Regions from separate parts of the Canis lupus genome. Here region 2 is linked to region 1. Evidence: chromatin contacts called from public Hi-C data. All regions are on one chromosome and are shown on one strand. The core of a region is the stretch at or near the end of the contact, and the rest is flanking DNA. Distances in the headings are between cores, read along the strand shown. Region 1 has its middle 8.6 kb from the start of SFT2D1. Region 2 holds the start of MPC1 (mitochondrial pyruvate carrier 1).

Region 1 (5,496 bases), core at 1,507-4,006:
CACAGCTGCTCTCTCCATCCGAGCAGAGTCAGCAGCTACTCTGCTGCCTGCCTACCCCCGGTCAGCTGCCCTGTTGGACTGCCCTGGTTGTGTCCAGGCGCCACCCCGCAGCAAAGAGCCCAGCACTTTTTTTTTTTTAAGATTTATTTTTATTTACGATAGAGAGAGAGAGAGGCAGAGACACAGGCAGAGGGAGAAGCAGGCTCCATGCGGGGAGCCCGACGCGGGACTCGATCCTGGGTCTCCAGGATCGCGCCCTGGGCCAAAGGCAGGCGCTAAACCGCTGCGCCACCCAGGGATCCCCAAAGAGCCCAGCACTTGATGGAAACTCAGCATATGTTCCTCCAATGAATCAATGAGTAACAGTAACTGAAGCATATTAGAGAATCTGAGGTGTAAATTCCTCCCATATGACATCTAGGGTTGACTATAGGGGAGAAAATAAATCTAGATGTTAATTAATGAACAGTCATTTCTTGGGTGTGTCCTGTGTGGCTGTGCTGCCTGGAGGGGAGGGCAGCATGGGGACGTGGATGAGTGTCCCTCCCCAGTGACGAAACCGACTAGACGAGGAGAGTCTTTAAGAAGCCACTATAATGGGTAAACAGGCTGTGGTACGGCCAGGCATCGGAATGTTCCTCAGCCCTAGAAAGAGATAAACTATCAAGCCATGAAAAGACATGGACGAACCTTAAATGCACATTCCTAAGTGAAAGCAGCCAGCCTAAGGCTACATGCTGTGTGATTCTAAATCTATGACGTTCTGGAAAAGGCAAAAGTACGGAGACAGTGAAAAGACCGGTGGCTGCGGGGGGCTGGGGAGAGGGATGAGCAGGTGGCGCCCTAGTGGCCTTCAGGGCAGTGAAACTGTTCTGTGACTGTCGTGGGGGACATGTCATCGTACTTTTGTCAAGACCCATAGAATGTACAACACGAGGAAGGAACCCTGGTAGAGAAGGTGAACTTCGGTTAGTAACCATGTATGGGTTGGCTCATCAATTGCCACAAACTAAGTACAAAGAAATGTTAACAGTATGGAAACAGGACGGGGAGAGGCAAGAACACACGACACTGTGCTTTCTGCCCATTTTCCAGGAAATCTAAAACTGCTCCAGAAAGGGTGGATTAGCCCTGAGTGTGTTGTATTTGTGAGCATGGTTCTGTAAGACCTGCAGGTTTCCTCCCAGAGCGGTGCCCGGAGCTCTGCTGCTCACAGCGCGCAGGAGGGGCACGGACAGTGGGACTGGCTCCTCCGGGAGGAGGGACCCCCCTCAGAGGGGAGGGACCCCGGGAGGAGGGACCCCGCTCAGGGGGAAGAGGCTCCGGGAGGAGGGACCCGCTCAGAGGGGAGGGACCCCGGGAGGAGGGGAGGGACTCCGGGAGGAGGGACCCGGGAGGAGGGGCCCGCTCAGAGGGAAGAGGCTCCGGGAGGAGGGACCCGCTCGGAGGGGAGGGACCCCGGGAGGAGGGACCCGGGAGGAGGGGCCCGCTCAGAGGGAAGAGGCTCCGGGAGGAGGGACCCGCTCAGAGGGGAGGGACTCGCTCAGGGGGGAGGGACCCCGGGAGGAGGGACCCGCTCGTAGGGGAGGGACCCGGGAGGAGGGGCCCGCTCAGAGGGGAGGGACCCCGGGAGGAGGGACCCGCTCGGAGGGACCCGCTCGTAGGGGAGGGACCCGGGAGGAGGGACCCGCTCGGAGGGGAGGGACCCCGGGAGGAGGGACCCGCTCGGAGGGGAGGGACTCCGGGAGGAGGGGCCCGCTCGTAGGGGAGGGACTCCGGGAGGAGGGACCCGCTCAGAGGGAAGAGGCTCCAGGAGGAGGGACCCGCTCAGAGGGGAGGGACCCCGGGAGGAGGGGAGGGACTCCGGGAGGAGGGACCCGGGAGGAGGGACCCGCTCAGAGGGAAGAGGCTCCAGGAGGAGGGACCCGCTCAGAGGGGAGGGACCCCGGGAGGAGGGGAGGGACTCCGGGAGGAGGGACCCGGGAGGAGGGGCCCGCTCAGAGGGAAGAGGCTCCAGGAGGAGGGACCCGCTCAGAGGGGAGGGACTCGCTCAGGGGGGAGGGACCCCGGGAGGAGGGACCCGCTCGGAGGGGAGGGACCCCGGGAGGAGGGACCCGGGAGGAGGGGAGGGACCCGGGAGGAGGGACCCGGGAGGAGGGACCCGGGAGGAGGGGAGGGACCCCGGGAGGAGGGACCCGCTCAGGGGGAAGAGGCTCCGGGAGGAGGGACCCGCTGGGGGGCTGGGGGACCCCGGGAGGTGGGACCCGCTCAGTGAGAAGGGACCCCGGGAGGAGGGACCCGCTCAGGGGGGAGGGACCCCGGGAGGAGGGACCCGCTCGTAGGGGAGGGGCTCCGGGAGGAGGGACCCGCTCAGGGGGGAGGGACCCCGGGAGGAGGGACCCGCTCAGGGGGGAGGGACCCCGGGAGGAGGGACCCGCTCAGAGGGACGGCGGCGGAGGGGTGGCGGGGTGGTGGGGGCCTCCGGGAGGAGGGGAAGGAACTCCGCGTGTCTGAAACAGGAAGCGAGTGTCAGCGAGTGCCAGCTGTTTGGCTGGACGAGCACCAGAAGAGAGAGGAGCGGGGAGGGGGTGGGGGGGCTGGCCCGGGAAGCCTCGCAGACCGTTACCTGGTGGGTCGGGGCTACAGCCACAAATACCACCGACCGTGCAGCTTAGCGCAATTCCTCTCCCACAGTCCGCCGGCCTTAGTCCGGGATGCAGGCCAGGATCCTCTGGCCGATCCGCCGTTTGGCGAGGCCCACGTCCTGGCCTGCAGGCGGCCACCGCCCCGGGTCCTCGCGCTGCAGAGAAGGGAAGCTCAGAGGCCTCCCTCTCTGGAAAGCATGGATTCCATCATAAGGGAACCACTCTCGCGGCCTAATCTAACCTGATCTCTCCCCACCAGGCCCACTCCAAATACTATCCGTGCTGAAAATTAGAGCTTCAACATCGACAGGCGGATTTGGAGGGACATGAACATCCAGCGCATAGCATGCATGTTAAAGATCTGGGGTTGTCGCCTCTGAAAGATGGGAAACCACTGAATCTGTCACATTGAATGCGAATGTGAACGCGACAGAGCAGATTTGCGTGTTGGAAAGTTTTCACTCCTGCCAGACAAGTGGGTCTCAGGGGGCAGGCGTGGGTGCACATGGTCTCTTAGGGTCTGTGTGCTTCACCAGAGGAGGGGCGCAGGGCCTTAGACCTGTATGGTGTGCACATGAGTGTGGAACAGCCCGCTGACCAGAAGTGGGATCCACGGGCCTCGATTGAGTGCAGGGGAGTGGGCAAAGGAAGGGGCTCCCAGGGCGGCCACAGAGCGTGGGGCAGGGATGGACTGGAGATAGAAATTCAGAGGGCATCTGGGTGGAGCCCAGGAAACCCCCCAGGAAGAGTGGGGGCAGAAGAGATGTCTGCAGAAAGGAGAGGCTGTGAGCAGAGGGCGAGGAAGCAGCCTGATGAGGTCCAGTGCTGCCCTCTGTCTCAGATAATCAAGGTGGTTGGATTCATGTGGGTCACTGCCTGGTTCTGTAGCTCTCCCTTCAGGACGCCAGTGAGTATTCCAATGGCCCAACTAAACCAGGCATCTCCTGTACAGTGGGTGTTCCTAGAACATCACCCCATTACGGAGAAAAAAGATCCAGGGTCGTTGCTGACTGCACATCAAGGATGTCCAGAGATGCCTTGACACTCAGGTTCTCATTTCCTAAGCCATGTAAATCACCAAATGGTGAGCGAGTGGAACATTTCCCCAAGGATCTGCTCTTTGTAGAAAATATCCTGCTCCTACATTTTGCCCATATGTGTTATTATTTTTTAAAAAAAACCACAAAGGTGACGTTTTAAGATTTTACTCACTTATTCATGAGAGACACAGAAGCGGCAGAGACACGGGCAGAGGGAGAAGCAGGCTCCATGCAGGGAGCCTGATGTGGGACTCGATTCCCAGACCCAGGATCACGCCCTGAGCTGAAGGCAGACACTCAACCGCTGAGCCACCCAGACGTCCCCAAAGGTGACTTTTTAATGGCTATCAGGCATTCTGTCTTTCCAAGAGGGAAGTTTTTACACCTTGACCTCTCATGAGAGTAACTGCCTTCCCCAGATCCTGCCTCCTACAAGGGAGGAGAGGGAACCAGTAGCCTCAGAACAGGACACTGCTCTTCGCTTTATCTTTCTGACAACAGCCGGTGGTGTCAGCCACGGAATCCGTGCTGTGGTCACAACTCTGCTGTAAGTGGAGCTGCGAGTCACTGTGCTAATGTCCTGTGAAGCCTTTGTGAAACTCCTTTGGTAGCCGATGGAAACAAGTCAGCCTTCCATGACCAAGGCTTGGAATTAGTGAGCCAGAAATAAACAGGTTTTGGATATGGAATGCTTAAAAGCAAAAGTAAACTTTGCATTTTGATCATTTACTTCTCCTGATCCATTTGCTAATATCCTGATTAGTTGATGGAAATGTGACTTTAATGTGGCACAATGGATAAAACATGTTTTCCTGATGATGCTAATGGTCAGGACGCAATTTATAGAAGAAAAGTGTGTATCAGCACGAGTAAGTTATGGTCTAGTTGGAAATAACTTCATCTTTCCTTTAGGGGATTTATGGATTAATCTGTGGTTTACTGGGTAAACTTGATACTTTATTCAGAGAAGAAAAAGATACCACCTCATCCTAGAGAAATTTGCAAATTATCTTTTGTAGGAAGATTTAATAGAGATGAATAAAAACATAATGGCATACAGTGGACTCGAACTCCCACATCAGACCCTTACTACTCAAGTCGTGGTCCCCGACGGCAGCACCAGCCGCACCTGGACGCTTGTGGGAATGCAGAGTCTCGGGCCCCTGGGTGGCCTTATGCGGGAGAGCCTCCTGCTCGCAGGACCCCCAGGTGGGAGATACACCTCCTGCTCGCAGGAGCCCCAGGTGTGAGCGTCTCCACGGAGGCTCACAGAGAGGAAGAGGCAAGGCCGTCTTATTCAGGAAGTGGATTCTTGTATAAAAGCAAGAATTTGCTGCCAAATTTCAGACTTTACTTTCAAAATCTGTATTGAGTTCCCGCTGCTTTCTCCACCTCAACTCTCTCTGCAGAGCCCAGGCCGCATCCCTCTTAGCAGCCAGAGCGTCCTTGCCTCTCGGTGGCCTGGCTCTTCTGCTCTAACCCATGTCCTATGATGCCCAGGTGATCTGTGGGAGGCAGGCGATGCCTCTCCCTGGCCTTCACGCCTGCGTGGATCTCCCTTAAAAACAGGTCAGGCCTTTCCTGCCTGGCCCAGCTGGGCTCCACAGGAAACAGAAAAAGCAGATATCTGCATGTAGGACACAGGACGAACACATGGGGGACATGACAGGGCAGGATGGGCAGATGGACGCAGGCATACAGATGGTCACATCAGAGTGTTCAAGCCTACAGAGGCAACCTACATGGAGGGGAGGGTCCCAGCCCTCCTCTTTGTAGCCCCCCGACCCCCATCATGGGCCAGGAGCTGCCTC
Region 2 (6,072 bases), core at 733-3,232, 35 kb after region 1:
TCCCTTATCCAGTTTTATGTTCTCAAGAACCCGATCAGATAGGGCATGATCATTAAACCCATCTCATAGTAACTAAGGTCCACTGGGGTTGGACGTGTTGGGATCCCTTGGTTAGAAGTCCTCTTCTGCTGATGCCCTAGCAGGGCAGCACTCTTCCTGGACACTGCAATTCTCTTCTTTTCCCCATTTAGTCAAAGCTTAACTCAAAGTAACACTGGAAAAAGTATAGGATGCTCATCTTAGGAACAAAGGTTAAGCTGTATGTCAAAGTATTTGATGGGAAAGCCTGCCTCTCAGAAACCTATCTACTAAAGAAAAAAGAAATGTAAAATAATAGTAAAAATAAAAACAGAAATAAGAAATAGAGAAGTAGGCTCTCTTCCTGGAAAATCCACTTAACAAACTATTCCTATTACTACATAATGCAATTCCTATTATTACATAATATAACACTATAATGAACGTTAGGTAGTCATCAGTATTTTTAAAAATATGAATGAGTGTAATCGCTTTATTCTTAATTATTCTATAGAATTTTATCTTAGCTGTATCTAAGGATTAGGAAGGCTTGTTATCCAAAGCAGAAAACATTAGTAAAAAAAGGTAACCTTCAAAGCCAGAGAAACTTAACTGCAGGGACTAAGAACAGATCCTCAAATTACTATTTGCTCAGATTTTCCCAACACATTAATCTGATAAGTCAGTCCACATTAGTAAACCATCTACTTGATTAATCACAATCCTAGTTAAGTACGAGAAACTTCCTATTTGGAAAAAATCAGGAGCCAAGATTCTTTCCAAATTTACTCTGTCACGTGAGAGACTGAATTACATTTCTCACGGTATATTACTCTGTAAAATTAGAAGTAAACAGTATTGGCAACAAAGTCCAAGCCTTAAAAGTCAGTCCTTTTTATACTGGCAAAAATTCAGTTGCCTTCACGCAGTTTCCTTTGGATGGTTAAAGGACTGATTTTCTCCTTAGCTGTCATCACTTTGCCTCTTTACCACTTTACTGGGGAGGAAAAAAACCAACCAAACAAACAAACAAACAAAAAAAAAACAACAATCGCAGCCCTACACCTATCTACTAGGCTTTAAAACCGCAACACAGAAAAATTAAAGAAAAAAAATTATACTCCTAAATAAACTATGGAAAACGGCTTCGAAGTCATCCTAAAAAACATTCTGAAATACAAGCAGGCGTCTCCAGATTCGAGGTGAAGAGGACACACAGGTAGCGTGTCTTCAGGCCTTTCGCCCGCCGATGCTCTTTTGTTTGTAACTGGAAGGGAGATGGAACAGGGGACGGTGCGGCCTCAGGAACGCACGCCTCTACTCTGGTTGGCAGGATGCTCGTTTGTTAAAAACACGGGAGGTTTGATTCCCTTCCCGCTGGGACTGAAGGTCCTCAGCACGAGACACCCAAAAGGCGAGGGGGCCCGCGCGAGGGGCAGCGACGCGCACCTGCCGCGCACCTGCGGCGCACCTGCGCTCCCACAGCGCCTCCCGCTGGCGCCTCCGAGGCCCGCCGCCGGCCCGCCGCCGCACAGCTGGGCGCACAGCGGCAGGGCAGGTGCAGCGAGCCCCGCCCGACCCCGCGCACCTGGCGGCGCACGGCCCGGAAGCCCCGCGGGGGCGAGTGTCCTCCCGCCGCCCCGGGGGCCCCCGCCCCGCCGTCCTCTGCCCCGCCGCCCCGCCGCCCCGCCGCCCCCGCCGCGCCCTTGTGGCTCCGCGCCCCGGGCGCACGGCCGCGACCTCTGGGAGCCCTCGGTGGTTCCGGCGGTCCGGCCCGGGGTCTCGTCACCTCATGAGGTAGTCCCGAAAGTCCTTGCTCCGGACATAGTCCGCCGCCTTCCGCACCAGCGCGCCCGCCATGGCCGTGCCCGCCGCCAGGCCGCCCCCGCGCCCTCGCCTCCGCTCTCCGCTCCCCGGAGCCCAATGACACCCAGCGCAGCGGACGGCGCGGACACCGCTCCCGCCCGCGGGCCCGCCTCACGACAGCCGGCTCCGCCTTACGGCCGCGCCGGCCTTCGGCCTATGGGAGGACGCGGGGGGGCAGGCGGCGGCGCGGATTGGCTGGCGCGAGCCGCACACCTCCTCCCCGCCCCTCTGCGGCGCTCGGGGGCGGGGCCCGCTGCCGTAAACCGTCCGGGGCCCGGCGGGGATTGGCTGGCGGTCTCCCGGCGCGGGTGACGGTCCCGGGCTCGGCGGGCAGGCAGGCGGCTGGGCTCGTGCGGCCGCCGGGGCGCGCGGGAGCGTCCCCGCAAGGGCACCTTGGCCGGGCCGCGAGCGCACCCGCAGTGCCGGCGTGGGCGGCCCGCGGTGCCCCCGGTGCGCACCGGGAGGGCGGCCGGGGGGCTTGGGTGGTCGACGGGCGCCGTGCACACGCCCCGACCCGGCCCGTCCTGCTGGGGTAGCCGCAGGTGCACGGCTCGGGTAGCCGCAGGTGCACGGCGCTAACGCGTCCGCCCCAGGCAGGGTTAGATCGCGCCGCGTGCATCGCACCGGAGCGGGGAGGGGGCCCTGCGTGTCCCCGCCAGCTAACCCTCTGACACCGGGAGGTGCGCTCAGGTCACGATGGGGGCTCCTGAGGTCCAGCCCAAGGTGGGGGCTCGCTGCGCAGCTGGACCTGCTGGAGATTCTCGCCCTCTGCCTTTGCGGCTCGTGTCCGTGCGTTCTCTTGCAAATATAAATAAGCCTTTAAAAAAAGAAAAATTAAGGTGCAGAGTCGTCTGTGCTACTCGTTTGTGCACAGGGACAGGAAAAGTCTATCAGTTTGTTTCCAAAGATAAAAGGGAAGTGTTAGCAGGGGCTGCCTCCAAAGGCTAAGTAAGCGCAGACGGGTGGAGGGAAGCGAACCTTTTCACTGTATGGTTTATTTGTTCCCGTTGACATTTGTACAACGAAAATAGGCTATCTATCCAAAATAAATAAAAATGCCTTTGAGAAGTAAAATAGCAAATCTTTGAATCAGATTCATTTTCTGTTAAGGACCTCCATGGGTCACACCTGACTTGGATCTCATTTGAAAGACTGACTAGGGGACATTGCAATCCCATAGCAACACAGGGAAGGTGGGTTGTGTTAACCTGGTGCTTCATGGTACAGGTAGGAGCTTAGAAAAAACAAGGGGGGGGGGGGCGGGCTAGGCATCCTTGGTGGCTCAGCGGTTTTGCGGCTGCCTTTGGCCCAGGGCCTGATCCTAGAGACCTGGGATCCCAGGTCGGGCTCCCTGCATGGAGCCTGCTTCTCTCTCTCTCTCTCTCTCTCTCTCTCTCTCATGAGTAAATAAATAAATAAATCTTAAAAAAAAAAAAAAAAGGGGGCAGCCTCCGTGGCTCAGTGGCTTAGCACGGCCTACAGCCTAGGGCGTGATCCTGGAGACCCAGGATCGAGTCCCACGTCGGGCTCCCTGCGTGGAGCCTGCTTCTCCCTCTGCCTGTGTCTCTGCCCCTCTCTCTGTCTCTCATGAATAAATAAATAAAATCTTAAAAAAAAGAGAAAACAAGGGGGTCTTCATGATTAATAGTATTATCATTAATAGTGCTGAAAACCACAGGCTCAAGGTGGAGTTACCTGCCTTCAGTCCTGCAAACCAAGACTTAATGGTGGTTTCATACTTGGCAGGAGCGGAACTTTAAGCCAGTCAATCTGGAATTTTCCAATCTATATCCATGAGGTAATCTGTCACTAGGGCCCTCCATCCACCTCCACCCCCAAAGGAGATGAGGTCATCTGCATGATGAGACCTCTTCCCCTTCCTGAAACAAATCTTTTCTTTTGCTGATAACTTCTTGCCCCACCGTCGTTCCTATCAAAACCTTCCATTTTGTACAACTCCTTGCAGAATCTCTACTTGCTAGGTGGAATGCTGCCCCATTCACAAATCCCTCCAATTAGGGCTTTAAAATTTACTGATTGAATTTTATTTCTTGGGGATAGCTACCATTTGTTAACCAGTAGGCACTTTTTGTACAACAATTCTCATAACCCAGAAGGGGTGTTTTTAAAGAAACTGAATGGCTTCTTGCATAAAACCAAACTGCCTCTGCAAGATTGATGGGGAAGGGAGCCTCCCCAACATCCATTGTGAGAAGGGGCTCCTGTATCTCATGGCGGATCAGCCTTATCCCCTGGTATTTTCCTTTTCCTCATGAACAGTGATCAGAGGAAGCGTCTGCAGATTCCCAGACTGCTAACCTTAGAGCTTCAGGACCCTGGAAGCTGGTTAGTGACAGCACTTGGAGAAACTCTCCTGAGGGCTCCTGCCCCCAGTTACTGGTGTCACCACCAGACTGGCTTCTGATGATTCTGCTTTCCACATCTGGCCTTGGTTGGACCTTAAACCCTTTTGTTAGTTCCTACTGCACGGAGAAGTATGAGCTAGAGAAAAGAAACATAAAGGGAAAATTGTCTGGCTAAGCAGCTAACCTGGGATGTGAATCCGGTTCTCTTTTAATCTGCGAGCCATGCTTTCCCCACTATTTCACGATAGCACAATTAGGACTTCTTCCATGTTAATATGTATATTTGCTACTTTAAATATGGAGCAGGGGTGCCTGGCTGTCCTCAGTTAAGAATCTGACTTTGACTCAGGTCATGAGCTCAGGGCCCTGGGATGGAGCCCGGGCGGGGGCGGGGGCAGTGGGGGGGGCGGTGTTCCTCCTCAGCAGGGAGCCTGCTCCTCCTTCTGCCCTTTCCCCAACTTGTGCTCTTGGTTTTTCTCAAATAAATGAATAAAGCCTTTAAGTATGAAGCAGGCTATGTGATCTCATGTATAAGAGAATATAAAACCTTAGAAAGGCCTAAAAACCCAACATGACCCCTATGCGGACAAAGTATAGAAGGTAAAAATGCAAACATTGCTGGCTACCTTGAGTCCCAGGTGTGTGGAAGAAAGAATCTCACAAGTCCATCCAAGTTCGGAAATGACAATCACACACAGGGGTGTACTCTGCTTCCCTGTTGACTGTTAGGAGCAGGATCTGTGAGCTCAGATTGCTGAAGTCAGAGTGGGGGAAGCTGGCCCTGCTGCAGAGCACCCATATGCACCAGCGTTTTGTAGGCACTGACATACACTGTGTGTCCAGGCAGTGCTTGTGTTTGTAGGATGGTCAGCGATCCACAAGTTGGGTGTCCCATGGAGGGGCTCATGGCAGGCAGGTCTGTGATGCCTCACATGCATGGCCGAAGAAATCTATGTGGCAGTAAACTAGCTATATTTTTTTCACCTAACTATCAAAATAGGAAAAAAAAAAAAAAAAAAAAGGAAAAGAGGAAACAGTAGTTGTGCTTATGAACTAACACACTTAATTCCACAGGCTTTCTTCTGGACATGGGGATAATATTGATCATTTTGTCCATGTGGGAGGGCTACTGTGATGAGAAGAGGCAACTTTTGAGGAGTACTTAATGGATGAGGAAGTGTTTTATAGACATAGATGTGTTGTTTTGTCCTGCTACCTACTTTTATTCCAGCCCAACACCTGCCTTTCTTTGGTTCCAGTTAGGTAGGCACATGTTAGTGTGACTGCATTAGTAATTTAAAGAATGTAGTAAATAAGTAAGCTGAGAAACTCTGGAATTTTGTGAGAGGCAGGACACTTGCGGGCAGAGGCCAGGGATATGAATTGTACCATCTTGCCACGGTAGCTAGTTCTTCCGTCCTACTTGTCATTAATCCATTGTGCTGCTCCCAAGGCTTGGTGAGTGCTTTCAGATTGGCAGCCCCTGCCCCCATCTACTTTTTTCCTGGCTCGCTGTTTTCATACAGTTCCCACAGAAGTCACAAAGAAACCGTTTCACAAGCAAGGGCAATTCACTTTGCTTGGCAATTCAGAAATCTCCTAGCAAATTATGGTGAAGGATAAAGGAAACCAAGGCATCACTATTTTGCAAAAGGAAACCAAGGCATCAGTATTTTGCATTCCCTGTGGGCTTACCTGCCAGCCTCTTCCCTTTGCTACAGCTCACTTGGTTTGTTTTTTAATCAGGGTGTGTGTAAATGTTGCGCCACCCTTAATCCTCCAAGCATTATTTACTCTGAGGAGGAAGGGCTGAGATGTTATC

The links. Hi-C and Micro-C count contacts between places; a contact is called where the count stands out from the background.
Region 2: a Hi-C map of blood shows a contact between it and region 1, with 2.0 times the contacts expected there. The contact joins the promoter of MPC1 here to the enhancer-like site in region 1. A contact is called at or near these places in 5 of 9 Hi-C or Micro-C datasets (amygdala, blood and liver).

Annotation. Positions count from the first base shown.
Region 1 is chr1:54,907,720-54,913,215 of UU_Cfam_GSD_1.0, forward strand. No RefSeq gene overlaps it. Among named protein-coding and RNA genes, the nearest start is that of SFT2D1, 8.6 kb to the left of the region's middle. Within about 2 kb of position 2,757, at least 13 of the 20 cell types and tissues checked have an H3K27ac peak or open chromatin away from gene starts, as enhancers often do. A contact at or near this core is called in blood and liver, where this site is marked.
Region 2 is chr1:54,943,440-54,949,511 of UU_Cfam_GSD_1.0, forward strand. MPC1 (mitochondrial pyruvate carrier 1) reads right to left here and starts at 1,983. Exons shown (of 5, transcript XM_038526524.1): 1 at 1,808-1,983. The coding sequence starts at 1,878.